2 separate regions of the Callithrix jacchus genome follow, and region 1 is linked to region 2. The links are chromatin contacts, called in public Hi-C maps. All regions are on one chromosome and are shown on one strand. The core of a region is the stretch at or near the end of the contact, and the rest is flanking DNA. Distances in the headings are between cores, read along the strand shown. Region 1 overlaps CSTPP1 (centriolar satellite-associated tubulin polyglutamylase complex regulator 1). Region 2 overlaps LRP4 (LDL receptor related protein 4).

Region 1 (2,956 bases), core at 2-2,501, 250 kb before region 2:
CTGCCCTCCATGCCTCCTCCTCACCTACCGATATCTCCGTATTCTTCAGGCTGAAGCCTCCATAGCACCTCTCGGGGGAGATGGAATAGGACAGCCCCTAACCTGGACTAGAATCGGCCCCTGCTACTGGCTTCTGCGGCTCTCAGCAACCTCCTCACACTGTTGGCTTTGTCCTGGGAACATAAGACCTACCGAGTGACACCTCTGTCTCCCTGCTTGTGGCTTGACTCTAGCATGGTGCCTGGCACATAGTAGGCAGTCAGTGTCTGTTGAATGAAGAAATGCACGAACAAATGAATGAGAGAAGCACTGTCCCATTTTCCTCCTGCCAGCTGACACCTGGAGTAATTTCTTAATCCCTGTCATAAAGATACTTAGTGAGAATCTTTATGGAGAATGCAGGCATTCAGAGGGATTAAGAAACTCCGGCGAAGGTTACAGGCTAGGAGCAAAAGAGCTATCATTCAAATACGATTACTTTCAGGTCTGGACAGTCCGTTTAAGGGGAGTAAACCAGCGTCCCGGAGAAGAGGGTCGGGCTGGTGGAGAGTCTAAAAACCATGATATTGGACAAGTTATTGCATTTAGATCCTTTTGCTTAGAAGCGAAGACTAGGGAGGAAGTAAGGGCTGAAACCCAAGTCTCGAAGGGCTGCCTCTGTGGGGGGATTTCACCGGAATCTAGAGTTTGGCTCTAGAGACTTTCTAGCTGCGTTGTTCTAGGATTGTGACTGATTTGTAAAGGAATGAGATGTGTATTGCCAGAAATGTTCAAGCAGAAGCTTGAAGGCTCATACTTCCCAAGGGTGGACAGAACTAACAGCTTCTCCTGTTAGTGCTAAGTCTAGTGTGGGAGAGTCTGATGTTCAGAGGTCTATGGCTGCAGAAGATTCTGAAGGATTGACCAAAAGGTGTTTTTAATCACACCATATGCTGTGCTGTCCATCTGCAAACAGATGCTGAGACCCAGGAAAGTTCTAGGCACCTGGGACTTTCCCCCCTGTGGAATCTTTCTAGCTGTGGAATCTCGACAGAACTGTGGGCAAAGGCAGGCAGGAAGCTCCTGGTCAGCCTTTGCCTTTGCCTGCAACCCTTCTATCCCCAGAGACAGCTCCTTCCTCCTGAATGCAAGCTCATCGCCACTCCCAGAGGGCTCAGGAAAGAATCTTCTTGGAGACGAGGTCATCCCCATGTGCTGTTTTCCAGTTGCTGGCAGTTGGCTCAGCACCCCTTCCTGCCAGAGGCTTTCTGCTAACGTGCCAGCTGCTTCTGACACCTGGGGGGGCCTGGCTGCCCTGCTTTGAAGTGGAGCCAGCAGGGAGCTGCTGCCAGCGAGAGTCTGCATAAATCTATTGGATCATGAGGGGATCCTTGCAGGCCTTGCCTCAGGGCTAGAGGGAGGGACTCGGGGAGAAGAGAGACCCTTGGGTTCAAGCTGCACTGAGCAGAACCATGTGTGGGGCGGAGCCCAGGACAGGCAACCGGAGTGGCGACAGAGTACTTGGCTGGTCTGAGGGGCTGGCCACGCTCTCCCTCCCCTGCTGACTTCCAGCAGCTGAGATGGGCAGACTGGCTGGGAGTTCTGAGGGTGCCAAGGAAGCAACAGCTTCCAGCCTGAACCTACTGACTTGTCAACTTCCCATTCACCCCTAATGAGGCTCAGTTTCCCTGGTCTAGCGGCACGGGCTGCACCCGTTTTCCTGAAGTTCTGGATTAGCTGACCCCAGGATCAAGTCCCAGTTCCACCACTCACTGGCCAAGTGACCGTTTCCCTCTGAGCCCCAGTTTCCTCCTCTGTGAAGAGGACATTATCACAGTTCCTGTCTCCCAGGATTCTTGTGGAGCATCAGCATGATGGTGTTATATGTGCTAGTTTGTAACAGGAACTCAGAGTAAGTGCTGGCTGTAATCAGTAAGTACGTTCTACCTGCTTTAAAGTGCTGGGAGAGCCCAAAAGGGCAAATAAAAATAGAGCCCAGAGGAAGTGTGTGCTGCCAGCAGCCACCAGGCAAAGGCCTCAGGTGGAAGCTGGCGATCGAGCTTCCACTTTACTTTTGGGGGAAGCCAGCCCTCAGCCAGGGCCAGAAAGAAGAGTCACTTTCCATCGACTTCTTTGAGGAGGTCACATGACCAGTGTCATTTGTGGGGTGGCTGAAGTGTGTCCCCAAGGCTGTTTGGGCTCACAGTGCACCTCTGTGATTTTTGTGTGAATGTCAGGGCCATGAGTGAGAAGCAGCGATGACACGATGTCTGGTTACCTTCTCCAGGGGGGAGGACAAAGGCTGCTGTGAAGGTGTGCTGGGACGTTTCCTGAGGGTCGCTCCTGTCGTGGGCTGGGTTGGAGGCACACTCATGCTGAACAGGCTGCCTGTAGCCCAGGCCCTTGAAAGTGGCGTGGCATGTCCAGGGCTTTGCTCTGCCCTGGCTCCAGCCTGCACCTCCCCCAAACCCTACTTGCCCCGAAATGCCTAAGACGCTTGATCCAGAGGGCGTGGGAAACACTGTGATGATAACAATAGTTAATATTCATTAAGGACTGTCAGCACTACACACCCGTAGGTTCATTTTCTGCTCATATTAATCCTATGAGGTCAGTTCAGTGAGTATCTTTATGAAGAACGCAGACATTCAGAGGAGTTAAGAAACCTAACACAGGTGACAAACTAGGAGCGAAAGAGCTGTGATTCAAATACAGGCCTCTCTGATGCTAATCACAGTTCCGAGACCACCTGCAGCCACTTCTGGTGAGAAAGCGCGGGCTCTTGCGGTCTCATGACAAGGAAGCGTTCCTGCCGCTGCCCGTTCCCTTCTCCCCGCCTGGGTGTTTGTTAGAACTGCCCCAGAAGGCCTGGCAGCTTAGGCCCCGGGTGCTGCTGCTTCCCTGCAGACAGCCTGAAGCCCTCAGTACTCTGGAACCTCCCAGGAAGCCTGGCAGCTGAGGGTGAACTGGGCCACAG
Region 2 (3,197 bases), core at 365-2,864:
CCTGGGTAACATGGTTAATCCCCATCTGTACTGAAAATACAAAAATTAGCCGGGTGTGGTGGCACATGCCTTCCAGCTACTTAGGAGGCTGAGGCAGGAGAATCGCTTGAACCTGAGAGGCAGAGGTTTCAGTGAGCCGAGACTGCACCCCTGCCCTCCAGCTTGGGTGACAGAGTGAGACGACATCTCAAAAAAAAAAAAAAAAAAAGACAAAGAGGCCACCACCCACTACCCATAAAGCTTGAAGACATATTGGATAAGACAACCACGTACAGTTGTATACGTTGTGCACTATGCAAAGGCAATATGTCCAAAGGGAAGCCAGTCACATAATAGATTTATATACTCATGGTAGTTTTCCAGCAGATGGCTATAAAGTATCCTGAGGAAAGATCACCTTTTTCTGATTCACACAAAGACGCCATATAGACCAGCTGTGATCCTGGTGTCAAGAGCAGCATGGGTACTGACATAAGCTGCAGCTTTGGGTGGCAGGGAGAGTTTCAGGCTGAAATGGGGCCCGCCTTTCATTCAGCCTTTGCTTTGCGCAGCCACCTCCATGTGTACAGCAGAACAGTTCCGCTGTCGCTCAGGCCGCTGCGTCCGCCTGTCCTGGCGCTGTGATGGGGAGGACGACTGCGCCGACAACAGCGATGAAGAGAACTGTGAGAATACAGGTGGCGTCTCCCAGGGTGCAGAACCCATAGCCTATAGTTGGGGTGGAAGGGTGAAAAGACAGTTTTATTGCAGTCTTTCCAGTTGGGTTGAGGTTTTACCAGTGTAAAATCCGGGTGTACCATTGACCTGCGGCCTTATGGCCTGGAGCACGGTATCAGAGCTGCGAGTTTCAATTGCCACTCCTATTCTAACTCACACACTGCCAGTGCCTTTAGCTCTGGTCTAGTGAGGAAGGACTACCCTCCATCTGGCAGCCCCCACATGTGCTCCCCTGGCCACACCCAGTATGGAGCACATGGATGCACTTTTTCATTCTGTTCTGTATTTCTCACCATCCCACTGTAGAGAAAGCAAATACAGATACTCAGCCAGGCCTGTCTGAGCTGCTTCCTGCCCGGGACCCCCACCCTCCCACCTTGAGTCTCATCTGTCTCCAGCTTGCCCTAGAAAATGACAGGCTCCCATCTCCTTGTGGACCCAAGCCCTGCCTTGCTGTGACCTGACCCTCCCTCTCTCCCTCCTTCCTTCCCCCTCTCTAGGAAGCCCACAGTGTGCCTCGGACCAGTTCCTGTGTTGGAACGGGCGCTGCATTGGGCAGAGGAAGCTGTGCAACGGGGTCAACGACTGTGGTGACAACAGTGACGAAGGCCCACAGCAGAATTGCCGTGAGTGTCCCCAGTGGGCGGACCTGGCCCATGGTTTGTGGACAAACCCCACCCATAGGGTTCAAAGGGAATCCTCCCTCAGGACTCTCCAAGCTTTGGGAGCTGTTCTCCGTGGTCCAGGTGGAATGCCAAGTTGGCTGTCTGGGGGAGGATTCTGGGCTCAACTCCCAACTCTGGCTTGGCTGGCACAGGGCCCCGGACGGGTGAGGAGAACTGCAATGTTAACAACGGTGGCTGCGCCCAGAAGTGCCAGATGGTGCGTGGGGCAGTGCAGTGTACCTGCCACACAGGCTACCGGCTCACAGAGGATGGGCACACGTGCCAAGGTGAGCTGGGGCCTGGTTTGTAGCAGAGTCGGGGTTCTGGGCCAGGGCAGCAGACAGTCAGCTGTGTTTCCTATGGGTCAGGCATTTGAAGGATGTGACCTCATTTAATCCTCACAATAACCCTGGGAGGTGGGGACCATCCTTCCCATTTCACAGATGGGGAAACTGAAGCTCAGAGAGGTTAAGTAGCTTACCAAAGGCCACACAGCTGAGGAGCAACAGAGTTGGGATTCCAGCTCAGCTCTGCATGACCGTAAAGCCCCTAACCACTTCTTAGACGGCCTTTCCAGTAGGCTGGAAAGTAGATGGAGATGTGGGCAGAAAAGCAGCTCGGCAACCTGGGAGCGGGGGATGGGAAGATGGCAGAAGGTAGATCTCGACATGCCTGGTGTTCCCAGATGTGAATGAATGTGCCGAGGAGGGGTACTGCAGCCAGGGCTGCACCAACAGCGAAGGGGCTTTCCAGTGCTGGTGCGAAACAGGCTATGAACTCCGGCCCGACCGGCGCAGCTGCAAGGCTCTGGGTAAGGGCTGTTGGCAATTGGCTAGGTGGGCAGAGGGATGAGCATGGAGGAAGGTCAGGTGCTCTGGTCCTCAGGGATTTGCAGAGAGGTAGAGAGATTTCCATCACAGTAAAAAACAGTTGCATTCTAAGTCCCAAGAAAAACGCCGTTGGGTGGAGTGGGGTGGGATGAGCTAGGGTGGAGTAGGGTAAAGTGGGGTGGAGGAGTATAGTTTAAGGGTTGCTGCTCTTCTGGTACTGATGCTGACGGCTTGGGGCATGCCCTTGTGGGCAAGTGGCTCCATCGGTCAGCTGAGGACCTGTTGATGGGTACCAGGGGCAGCTCTGCAGCCCCGTGGGGACCCAGTGTTTGTCCTGTGTCCCAGGGCCGGAGCCTGTGCTGCTGTTTGCCAATCGCATCGACATCAGGCAGGTGCTGCCGCACCGCTCTGAGTACACACTGCTGCTCAACAACCTGGAGAACGCCATTGCCCTTGATTTCCACCACCGGCGGGAGCTTGTCTTCTGGTCAGACGTCACCCTGGACCGGATTCTCCGTGCCAACCTCAATGGCAGCAATGTGGAGGAGGTTGTGTCTACCGGGCTAGAGAGCCCAGGTAGGGAACCAGGCCCCATAGACAGGGGCAGAGCCACACCATGTGTGCAGCACCGGTGGGAGGAACAGGCTAGTCAGTGGTTTGCAAACCTGAGGCAGGAGGACATCTTTGTCTTCCAGTGAAATCTCAGCTGGAGTGCTAACGTAGAAAACATTTGTTAGCGTATATCAAACGTTCAAATATAACGTTTATAGGTTCAAATATAACATTTGCGCCGGGCGCGGTGGCTCACGCCTATAATCCCAGCACTTTGGGAGGCTGAGGCGGGTGGATTGAGGTCAAGAGATCGAGACCATCCTGGTCAACAAGGTGAAACCCCATCTCTACTAAAAATACAAAAAACTAGCTGGGCATGATGGTGCGTGCCTGTAATCCCAGCTACTCAGGAGGCTGAGGCAGGAGAATTGCC

What was found. A called contact is a pair of places that touch in the nucleus more often than the background predicts.
Region 1: a Hi-C map of induced pluripotent stem cells shows a contact between it and region 2, with 5 times the contacts expected there. The contact joins two enhancer-like sites. A contact is called at or near these places in 3 of 3 Hi-C or Micro-C datasets (induced pluripotent stem cells and skeletal muscle).

Annotation. Positions count from the first base shown.
Region 1 is chr10:112,201,261-112,204,216 of calJac240_pri, reverse strand. The region is part of intron 5 of CSTPP1 (centriolar satellite-associated tubulin polyglutamylase complex regulator 1); the gene reads right to left. Among named protein-coding and RNA genes, the nearest start is that of ARFGAP2, 29 kb to the left of the region's middle. Within about 2 kb of position 1,251, at least 5 of the 16 cell types and tissues checked have an H3K27ac peak or open chromatin away from gene starts, as enhancers often do.
Region 2 is chr10:111,951,163-111,954,359 of calJac240_pri, reverse strand. It overlaps LRP4 (LDL receptor related protein 4), which reads left to right. Exons shown (of 38, transcript XM_035262556.3): 8 at 552-677; 9 at 1,218-1,343; 10 at 1,535-1,669; 11 at 2,068-2,193; 12 at 2,558-2,788. Among named protein-coding and RNA genes, the nearest start is that of LRP4, 24 kb to the left of the region's middle. Within about 2 kb of position 1,614, at least 4 of the 16 cell types and tissues checked have an H3K27ac peak or open chromatin away from gene starts, as enhancers often do.